Linked DNA regions of Mus musculus: all the other regions are linked to region 2. A link is a contact called in public HiChIP or PLAC-seq data. All regions are on one chromosome and are shown on one strand. The core of a region is the stretch at or near the end of the contact, and the rest is flanking DNA. Distances in the headings are between cores, read along the strand shown.

Region 1 (3,362 bases), core at 833-3,332, 940 kb after region 2:
TCCCAGATGACTCTAGCTTGTCTCAAGTTGACAAAAAAATAAAATAAAATAGGAAAACAGGAAGAAAAAAAAAGTATCAGGACACTGGGCATGCCTTCAACTCCCTTTCTAAATCAGTACTGAATTCCTAACTATGTGATAATGTTTCCTCACCATGTTTTCCTCATCTTCAACTAATCCAAGAAGCTCTGCCTGGTTTTAATGGCTCTGCTCCCCACCCCTTGAGCCCCTGGCCTCCACAACCACTGGGAAGTCCAGTCATCTGGAACCCACCCAATCCTGTATGCTGTCACTATTTCAACATGCTCAGAGCCGCACCCGCAGGACTAGAAAGTCAAACCACTCTGGAAGCAACGGTGCACTTCCACGGCTATTCCCTCGCTAAGGCTTTCTCTCCAGTCCTCGCTGGATAGCCAGGCTTGCCCAACCTTTTCACAATGACGTTGTCACCTGCAGAGTTCATGCTTGAGAACCTTGCAGATGAGTTAACCTTAACCCACCAAGAGAAAAAAATAATAATTCCATGTGTGAAACAGGTTTATGATTTGGTGCTGGGTGCCACTCATAATATCCTGGTCTACGTGCAGCCACATATAGCACCTGAGCCCACAGGGTGGACACCCCTGTGACCACAGCGAAATACTTCAGACAGCCTCCTACTGACCTACCTGACCAGAACATGTCTGGAAGGGTGCTAGTCACCCGCAGCCAAGGACTTAAGTGTGACGCACCCAGCCACCATCTCCAAAAGTTTGACCTTCTATCTAGTTTTCTCTTCCTCCTCCTCCCATAAGCCTTGTCTTTAATTTAATCGTGCTTGAGGTTTGCAAATAACGCTCCCGGCCCAGCAAGGATACATTAACCAGATTAAACTCGAACCCCATGTTGTAAGACACCACATACTAGGCACCCAGTGGCCAACAGTCCCATCTGTACAGGAATGTTCAGGAGCACCTAGAAGTCTCACTTGAGGGGGTAGAGGTCTGGAAACCAACATAATCACCCTACAGTATTCGGGGACTTGTGTCCTAGCTGCCAAGTCTACCCTAAAGCACATGACAGATGCCAACAGTTCACAGAATGAATGTTAAACGGAATCCCTGGGAGGTCTGGGATAACCATCCTTTGAAAGTCTGGACTTTGAAAAGCAATGTAGAATCTACAGACTGAACACACGCGGCATTGTCTGATCTCGGAAGCTAACCAGGCTGGGCCACGGTTAGTAATTGGATAGGAGAAGCAATGTAGGATCCTCCCATAGTGTTAAGGAAACTGACCTAGAAAAAAAGTACAGGGCAAACAGAACCAAAACAATACACTATACTGAATTCCTAACTATGTGATAATGTTTCAGGATAGAAGTCCAGGGGATTGATGGGAAAGCTTTTTAACTGGGCCTGGATCTAGACCTGGACCTGAACTTCTGTTTGCCCGGGTTTGAGCTATGTTACTACACATGACTTATGTTAATGGCTACAGAACAACAATGGTTACTGCAAGCAGCTTATCTTAAAACAATATAAATCAGTACCGCCACCCTATGACAAGACAGTTCCCATATAACTTTGTCTTTTATATTCTCTAGCTGATTAATTGGGGGGTGCTTTTCCTTCCCTCGTCTGTGTACACAGTTTCTGTTGGGGGTGCTCCCCCTGTTTGCTAGTCTACCATATATGGCTGTAACACAGGAGGCTCCAGCCTATTTCTTATCATCCGGTCCCTTACTCCAGTGCTGGCGTGGTGAACTGGTTGGTACCCTTACCCATGCCATCAGCCTCCCCACGGGCCTCTCTGTTATGTAAGATTTGAAAACTGGAGATCCCTCTTCAGGATTGCCCTGCAGCTTGGTTCAGAAGGGGAAGTGGCTTGTTCTGGGCTTTGTTTCCCCTGGCAGCGGAGGGGGGTGGGGGTGTGTGTCGGGGAGGTGTTTGGCTATTTCAGTAGCAATATCCTGTGTCGCCGAAGAATCTATTTTTCTGGAATGTTTGAAGCAGGGTTGTGGCAGCAATGGAGGCTTCCTGATTGAGATGGCATGGTGGCCTCTGCTCCAGACTCGGCAGCTGTGGCAGGCCCTCTCTGACTCAGAAGGACTTCCTGATGCCCGGGGAGTGGTAGCTACCTGCAGTCCCAGACCTGCTGCAGGGCTCTGAACACAGAGCCTGGAGCTTTCTCTACACCTCCTAATGTTTTCTACAGGTATTTTCCCATTCCTCAACACATTCCTTACTGGCTTAAAACTGGATAGGATCAGGCTCAGCTCTCTGAAACCAGACCAAAATACTGTCTCTGTTCTTGTGTTAAAAACAGATCATTATCTCGCTCAAAAAGACATAGAGCAGAGCCTGACATTTCAGTTTTGGTTCTCTTCTCGCTAGCTGCCTGACCTGGGACAGGCTAGTGCTAATGTTTACTGGGGCTCAGCTTTCTCACCTAGAAAATGAAATAGAGAAACAAGACAAGGCCCAAGGTCCCTAACTCTGCTTAACACTGGCTGACTGTAAACCCTGTGTCCTACTCCGAATTCTGTCTTGGTTTCGTTTCGTCTTTTTTATTTTTTTATTTTTTGCAATCAGCTAATCAATATGCACTATATATTCAGAAAAACTGTCCTCATTCTTGAGCAAACAATTGCAAACTATGATCTGAAACATGCCCTCACCTGGAACTGAATGTGGCCTATGAAAGAAAGGACCCACAATGATAAGAGTACGCAGGCAGGGTGAAGAATCGCTGGTGTTCCTCTAGAAACAGGTAGCAATACTGGTTTCGGTCTCGTTTATATTTTTAACATCAGAAAGTACCTGTTGCTTCTTTGTATGATGAAATAAATAGAGAACAGGTGTGGTGTGCTTTTCTGTTTATCCGAACCTACTAAGAACAGAGCTGCAGGGGGATGGGAACACGCTGATAAGCTTGCTGGTAGTGAATACGAAGGGGGGGGGGGGCCAGTTATGAGGATTGGGGTGGGGCTTCCCTCAGCTCCCCACTCTCCTCTTCCCACACCCATGTAAGAGCTTTCTCAGGACAGTTACACTGTAAATTATGATTCAGAGGAAAGCTATTTCCAGCCACGAACTTGGGTAAATGTTAACCATGTAAGCTGCTTAGGCAAGTAAGTAGGTTAGTGTTCAGAAGTTAGGTAGGTCAACAAGCCCCAGAGAGAGGCTACCAAACACACTGAAGAACAAAATGTGGAAAGTCAGGGCCAAGTGGACCAAGAAACTCAAGGCTGAAAACTCAGCCTTGCCTAATCAAGTAGCTCTGGGTCTTTTTCTGATTTTTGTTTTCCCCCAGTGCTAGGAATCAAACCTATAGCCTATAATGCATGTCAGGCAAATGTTCTACCATTAACCCTTTTATTT
Region 2 (3,815 bases), core at 546-3,045:
ATATGCACAGCTTTAGATTATTATTAGATTTTCTTATTAGACTATTTGGGACCACTTAGGTGCTTCCTGTGTGTGTGTGTGTGTGTGTGTGTGTGTGTGTGTGTGTCTTAACCACTGAGCCATCTTTCCAGCCACTTAAAGAGACATATGTCTCATGTATCTGTCTGTCCATGCATCCATCCATCCATCCATCCATCCATTTTTGCTTTAAGACAAGGTCCAGACTAGCCTTGAACTTGCAACAATCTTCCTGCTGCTCCTACCTCCCAAGTATTGGGATTCTAGGTGGCTTCACCATGCCAGGAGTATTTAATTCTTTCATCTGAGGTAAAATATATGGTAGATACTGCAAAACAGAAAACAAAACCAAAAACCACCCCATACCAAATTAAATTAAAGTCACAGGACAACTTTGTAGCAGAATGTGAGAGTGATGGCTACCGTCTTCTGGTCCTGTTCTGTCCTTACATTTGTTAGCACGGAGAGAGGTAAGAAGTGAGACTGTCTCTGTGTTTTAGATTTTACAGTTCCTTTTGTTAAACTTGATGCTAGAAACCATCAAAGCTGTTTCAAGCCCCTGTGATGGAGCTACGTTGAATTCAAACCAATAAGCAATGCCTGGGAGACTCTAATTAAATCTTAGGAAAGATCTGGAGGGACCAGAGATAACCTAGAACCAGCGGGTTGGGTGAAGTCTGAATCTAGGCTTTAAAAATCGTGTAAGCTTGAATTAGTATCGCTAAGCTGAACAAGTGTGCAAGACCTAAGGTTTCAGAGCAGCTGGTAGGTGTTCATACGCCGATTTGTAAGCATTCTAGGAGGACGGAAATCTGATTAGTTACTGTGCCTTATTCCTAAACTGTGACTATCTTTCTGTTGTCTGTCCCTAGAAAACTTCCGCCTGAAAAAAAGAGAGAGAGAGAGAGAAGGGCTGCCATGAATTGTCTTAGGTCCCAGAGTAGACACAAAAGCACCTTCTTAGAGCCCAGGCAGCGGAGGGAGGCAGCTTGTACAGGCAGGTCTGTGCTCTCAAAGACTGGGAGTCGGAGTCTTTCCCCAGGGGGTTTCCAACTAGTTTGCACTTCAGAAAAATCTTTTCTTTCTCCTGCTGGTCACGCCCTGCAAAGAATTTTCTTCTAACCAGAAGAAAAAAAAATGTTTTATAATCAAAGATCCTTGTCCTTAGTTGTTGGACATCAAAGGAAGTTTGGAGAAGATTGGGGGATTATTTGAGCACCCAGAATTTATTCTGAATGCAAACTTGCAACATAGCAAATTCCCCAAAGCACGTACTGAGAGCTGAAGGAGCTCATAGAACGCCGTCTTTATCCATCCTTGCTTAGCTCAGTTCGGTACAAATGAGTTGAGGTCCTCTGTCTCTGAGCTTGGACTTAGCCCAGGAATGTTTGGGGTTTGAGCTGCTGATTTACTGGAAAAGGCCACTCACCCTATGTATCTGCTATTTTATAACCTTGTGTTTGGAAATATCGGCAACTATGGAGAAACTTCAACAACAAAATCGTCCGTTTTAACCTTCATTGTTTTAACTCTTGGGAGCTTGGTGTTTCTGGGCAGTTGATGATATCACAAGTTTTGGGAGCCACATTCTCTGCATTTCCCTACTGTCTCTGAGGAGTCGTGATGTCATTTTCTCCCACAGAGGAAAACCTTGGCACCCTGAGGGCCTGAACTCAAGTCTTGGCAGGTAAATGAAGGAGGTACCTGCTTTTAGATTTAAAGTGAATGAGTCAGGTGCAGAGAGACATAGCCATGGTCAGCGTTGTCATTGCTGTCACATGTCATTAGTCATCTAAGGAGAACTGAGACCGTACACTACAGAACTGCTTTTCTGGGTGAGAACAAGGAGTCACTTAATATTTCAATTTTTACATTTTTGACATCTATAGGACATTATTTTCTGATTTTTCTGCTCCCTCGTAACTGCCCTTCTCTTAATCCAGGAGCTCTCTAAGCTTCTGAAAACCTGTTTATATTATACAGTTTTCTCTCATAGAACAGACTAATAACATCAACCAAAACAAAGGACTGAAATGATGGGCGAAGCAGATCTGGTGAATCATGCCCCGGGCCAAGTTCCGTGTTACCTTAATCTTAGCTCTGTGGTTGGGAACTGAAGAGTGTTTGCCTTCCATGACCGAGTGGTGGTTGGAGATCGAATTCCAGGAGCACCCAAAAATGCTCAGTTTCCAATAATGGCAGTTACCAGTGCCCCCTGCAAGGATTCTGTGAGCGCTCTGAGCGCTTTCTTGTGGTGTCCTTGTGGTTTAAAAAGGCATCATGAGTTAGAAAGGTCTGCCCTGAAGACAAACCTCAGAGAAACATCACTTTTCTATCTTTGCCACTAAAAATAATCTTTTATGGTTTTATTCTTTTCTGAACTGGCATGCTATATAGTTTTGTGGGTTTTTTTTTTTTTTTTTGGAAAGTCTTTTTCATAGACTCATCAACAGACTTCTCTCAAAAGTTTTTTTTTAATTTTTATTTTATTTGTGTGTGTGTGGTGCATGCATTTTGTGTCAGTGTATGCCACATGTGTGGGGGTCCTGTGGAAAATATAAAAGGGAGACTATACTCTGGAATTGTAGTTACAGGCAGTTGTGAACCACCCAATGTGGGTGCTGGCAACAGAACTTGGGTCCTCTGGAACAGTAGCCAGTCTTAACCACTGAGCTATCTCACCAGCCTTCTCAAAAGTTTTAAATGCACTAGTTTGCTCTAGGACAGTAATGCAGACTCTTAGATAAATGGGATTTACCAGTTTATTCTACTTAGCAGTGAAAACTTGCCTATTCAAGATCAGTCTATAGTCTGACACTGCTGACAAAGATGGCGGGAGAGTGGCAGGGGTGGACCACGTTATTACCTTGATGGGAGAAATTCCAGGAGACAAGAAGACCTCCTACTGAGAACATTAATATTAACATGTGGAGGGTGTAATGGTGCACACCTTTAATCCCAGCACTTGGGAGGCAGAGGCAGGTGGACCTCAGTGAGTTTAAGGCCAGCCTGGTCTACAAAGCAAGTTCTAGGCCAGCTAGGGCTACTTAGAGAGAGCTTGTCTCAAAACAACAACAACAATAACAACAAAATCCCAAACCCAAATAAACAAACAACCTTGCCTATTCATGTATTATTAGATTATATAGAGTTCTTAAAACTCTATATAATCTTACCTATTCATGTATTATTAGATTATATAGAGTTTTAAAAACTATATTAAGATCATATTAGTAAAATTTACTAATAAGAGTCTTTCTGTGAGACTATGCCGGGGCCTAGCAAACACAGAAGTGGATGCTCACAGTCAGCTAATGGATGGATCACAGGGCTCCCAATGGAGGAGCTAGAGAAAGTACCCAAGGAGCTAAAGGGAACTTCAACCCTATAGGTGGAACAACATTATGAACTAACCAGTACCCCTGAGCTCTTGACTCTAGCTGCATATGTATCAAAAGATGGCCTAGTCGGCCATCACTGGAAAGAGAGGCCCATTGGACACGCAGACTTTGTGTGCCCCGGTACAGGGGAACGCCAGGGCCAAAGGGGGGGAGTGGGTGGGTAGGGGAGTGGGGGTGGGTGGGTAAGGGGGACTTTTGGTATAGCATTGGAAATGTAAATGAGCTAAATACCTAATAAAAAAAAAATGAAAAAAAAAAAAAAAAAAAAAAAGAGTCTTTCTAGTCTAAATAAAGACATAGAAAATTAAACTATGAGGAAGGTAACTTATCTGCAGCTGACTTCATGTTCACACTCTTATGTCTCCTGAGCTGTACACGTGAACCAAATTAATATTG
Region 3 (3,414 bases), core at 86-2,585, 530 kb after region 2:
ACAGATATTCAATATCTGCCTGCCTCTGCATCTCAAGTGCTGGGATCAAAGGCGTGTGCTAACATCCTCTACTACTTTTCATTCGATGAAATATTTGTTGTTGCTCTTCTGTTTTTTGTTTTTTTATTTTTCTTAGACAGCATCTCACTGTGTAGCCCTGGCTGTCCTGCAACTTGATCTGTACATCACCAGACTGGCCTCAAACTCAGAGATCGTCCGCCTCTGTCTCCTGAGTTCTGGGATTAAAGGTATGACCCACCACCTCCTGATCATATGATGAATTTTAATTAATTTCATGTGTATCAGTATTTTGCACGAACGTAAGCCTGTACACCACATACATGCCTGGTACCTGCAGTGTTCAGAAGAGAACATCAAATCTCCAGGGACTAGAGTGACAGGTGGTTATGTCACCCTGTGTGTGCTAGAACTCGAATCTGGGTCCTCTGGAAGAGCAGTCAGTGCTCTTAACTGATGAACTCTTTCTCCAGCCCGATGTTTTGTTTTTGTTGTTGTTGTTGTTTTTTTTTAAATCTTGTCACTACGATCAACCATGATGTTCTTCGCACAAATACCCTGATGAAATTTCTAAGGGGTGCTTCTCCAACGGATATTCCTCCAAACCCATACTTTGAACAGTTGAACAATGACAGACTACGTTCCCCCAGATTTTTATTTTCTTCCTCCGAATGCATTCATTCTGGGCTTTTACTTCTTAAAACTCCAGCGCTAGCGGGCGGGCGAGGGACGCCTCCAGCGGAGGAACTACTACTTACAGGCAGCTTTCCACTGAGCCTGAAAACAGACTGCTCTGCTGAGCCCCGCTTAAGGCGCAAAAGGCCGAGGAAGGAGGCCTGGAGGCTCGTGTCACTTGGAAAAGTTACTTCGCCCCTATTTGGGTCTCAGTTTCTGAGTAGTGTGAGTGGCTAAGATTAGGCTTAGTCGAGCCTGGTGTCCTCAAATGTCATATTGGCTAGCTGTTCCTGACTGTAGGATGTGCTGCATCCCGGCGAGCTCCACACTATTCCCTCCACCCTGCCAGAGAGGAGGAAGCTTTGCAAAGTTAGAGAGAAGAAAGCAGGCGCCACACTCCACCTTTCCCCAGGACCGGTCGTTTGCTACTCTTGCGCAGCTTTGGCGCGCTCCCGCTCTTTTGGCTCGGGAATCGATTATTCGTATCTGACCACCCCACCCCACCCCCACCCACCCGGACGCAGGACCTGAGGGCTCCTGCTCAGCCCATCGTTTGCTTCTGCCTGGTTCCGCCGTCCGGATGACGTCGAGGCGGGACTGTCATCCTCGGCTCGGCCAGCCGCTTGTTCCCCCTTGGCTTGCTTGCTGCCGCTTCCGCTTCCGGTAACAGCCCGAGGCTTTCTAGCCCAAGTGGCCATGGCGGGGAGCCGGCTGGAGACGGTGGGGAGCGTGTTCTCCCGGTGCGTGCTCCGAGTTGGGCGAGGGCAGAGTTCCTAGCGGGTCACGACCCTCCTGGCATATCCTTAGGGGATGCGGTTGCGGGTGTCCGAGCCAGGTGATGCCCTTGGCACGGAATCGGTGTGGTTTGTCTCTGTCCCCTTGGATTTCTGTCCTGTCAGATTGTGCTCGCCACCCCATTTCGGTGGAGACCTTCTACAGTAAAGAAGCTGAAGGGCCTGACTGGACAGGTCTTGCTTTTTCACTATGGAACGGTGGGTGGGACCCGTGCAAGAAGATGGAAGCTGTGTGTCGTGGCTCGCGCGCGTAGTCTCGGCACTTAGGAGGCGAGGCAGGAGGATTGCCACAAGACCGGGGCCAACCTGGCTTCGTAGCAAGGCTACTGGTGGACTTCTGTCAAAACAAAAAGCCTGCGTGGACACGCTGTAATCCTAGCTCTAGGGAAGTGCAGGGAGGCACTAAATTCAAGGTCATCCTTGGCCACACTCTTTAGTTTAAGTCTAGCCTAGGCTACATGAGAGCTAACCAACTGGACTTAACACTGTGGCCATGCTAGGTTGCTGTGTGTATTGGCCGTGCCTCCTTTAGGCGGGAGGCCCATTTCAGCTCACCCCTACCAGGCTGCTCTTTCCTTCGTTTAAGTTGATTCAGAGACTTTACAACCCTGTGGTAACCGACTGACCTTGGTTCTGTTCCCTTTCTAAGGACGAGGGATCTGATGCGGGCCGGGGTGTTGAAAGAGAAGCCACTGTGGTATGACATATATAAGGCCTTTCCACCCCTGAGAGAGCCTGTCTTCCGAAGGCCCCGCTTGCGATACGGCAAAGCCAAAGCTGACATCCAGGACATCTTTTACCAGGAGGATCAGATTCGAGCGTAAGTGTCTATCCCCTATAGTGAGCAGGGTGCCGCAGACCTTCAGAGAGGAAGGCTCATGTAGAAGTCTGCCAACCAGACCACCAGAAGAGGATATCAGATCGCATTACAGATGGTTGTGAGCCACCATGTGATTGCTGGGAATTGAACTCAGGATCTCTGGAAGAGCAGTCAGTGCTCTTAACCACTGAGCCATCTCTCCAGCCCAGAAACAGAAGTTCTAAGAAGTGGAATCTGGAGACTAAACTGACAAAGTTGCAGATAAAGTGTTTGTTAACTGGCCTCTGTTCTGTATGAGGTACTTGATCAGCCCTTGACAAACATCAGCTCATAGACTTTATTACTCTAACCCTGTCCGCGAAGGCAGGTATCATTGCCTCTGTGTTATTCAAGAGAACTATCAGGTTCAAGGAGGTTAACCACCATGGCCACCCCAGAGGGCGGTGGATCTGAGAATCACGTCTGGCTCCACACTTAAGCTGCTGCTATCACAGTAGCTTCTTTGGAAGCGGAAATAGGTGGAATATGGTCTGAGGATTTAATGTCTAACAGTTATTGAAGCCGCCCTGGAAAGGATGCTCAGAAGTTGAAAGCACTTACAGTAACCATGACTAGAAATCTGAAGGAAAGTGCTTTCTTTCTTTCTTTCTTTTTAAAAGATTTACTTATTATTATATATAAGTACACTGTAGCTGTCTCAGACACACAAGAAAGGAGCGTCAGGTCTCATTACAGATAGTTGTGAGCCACCATGTGGTTTCTGGGATTTGAACTCAGGACCTTCAGAAGAGCAATCAGTGCTCTTAACCGCTGAGCCATCTCTCCAGCCCTGCGTACTTTATTTCTTTAGCATCTATTTTTTTCCTTTTGTTCCTCTTGGGACAAGGTCATGATCTTCATGCCTCTGCCTCTGGAATCCTGGTGTTACAGGCTTGTATCGCCATGCCTGGCATATTAATGCACATTTATTGTAGAAAATTGAGAAGCAAGGGAAAGAATAAAGAGGAAAGAGCCAGGGCACCTACAGCCCTCTTCTGAGGTAGTGCCTTGAAGGTAGCTCCTGGGACCTAGCTGTTACTTTGAAAACATTGGCCCCGTAATCTTGTT

What was found. HiChIP or PLAC-seq counts read pairs in DNA pulled down with a chosen protein or histone mark.
Region 1: a FOXA1 HiChIP or PLAC-seq map of pancreatic cancer cells shows a contact between it and region 2. The contact joins two enhancer-like sites. A contact is called at or near these places in 2 of 39 promoter capture datasets (hippocampal neurons and liver) and 1 of 115 datasets of contacts at active chromatin or transcription factors (pancreatic cancer cells).
Region 3: a FOXA1 HiChIP or PLAC-seq map of pancreatic cancer cells shows a contact between it and region 2. The contact joins the promoter of Mrps23 here to the enhancer-like site in region 2. A contact is called at or near these places in 2 of 39 promoter capture datasets (hippocampal neurons and liver) and 1 of 115 datasets of contacts at active chromatin or transcription factors (pancreatic cancer cells).

The regions. Positions count from the first base shown.
Region 1 is chr11:88,612,074-88,615,435 of GRCm38.p6, forward strand. All of the region lies in intron 5 of Msi2 (musashi RNA-binding protein 2), which reads right to left. Among named protein-coding and RNA genes, the nearest start is that of 0610039H22Rik, 5.5 kb to the right of the region's middle. Within about 2 kb of position 2,083, at least 148 of the 459 cell types and tissues checked have an H3K27ac peak or open chromatin away from gene starts, as enhancers often do. A contact at or near this core is called in pancreatic cancer cells, where this site is marked.
Region 2 is chr11:87,676,941-87,680,755 of GRCm38.p6, forward strand. All of the region lies in intron 2 of Rnf43 (ring finger protein 43), which reads left to right. Among named protein-coding and RNA genes, the nearest start is that of Rnf43, 16 kb to the left of the region's middle. Within about 2 kb of position 1,796, at least 26 of the 459 cell types and tissues checked have an H3K27ac peak or open chromatin away from gene starts, as enhancers often do. A contact at or near this core is called in pancreatic cancer cells, where this site is marked.
Region 3 is chr11:88,203,053-88,206,466 of GRCm38.p6, forward strand. It overlaps Mrps23 (mitochondrial ribosomal protein S23), which reads left to right and starts at 1,336. Exons shown (of 5, transcript NM_024174.6): 1 at 1,336-1,433; 2 at 2,137-2,307. The coding sequence starts at 1,390.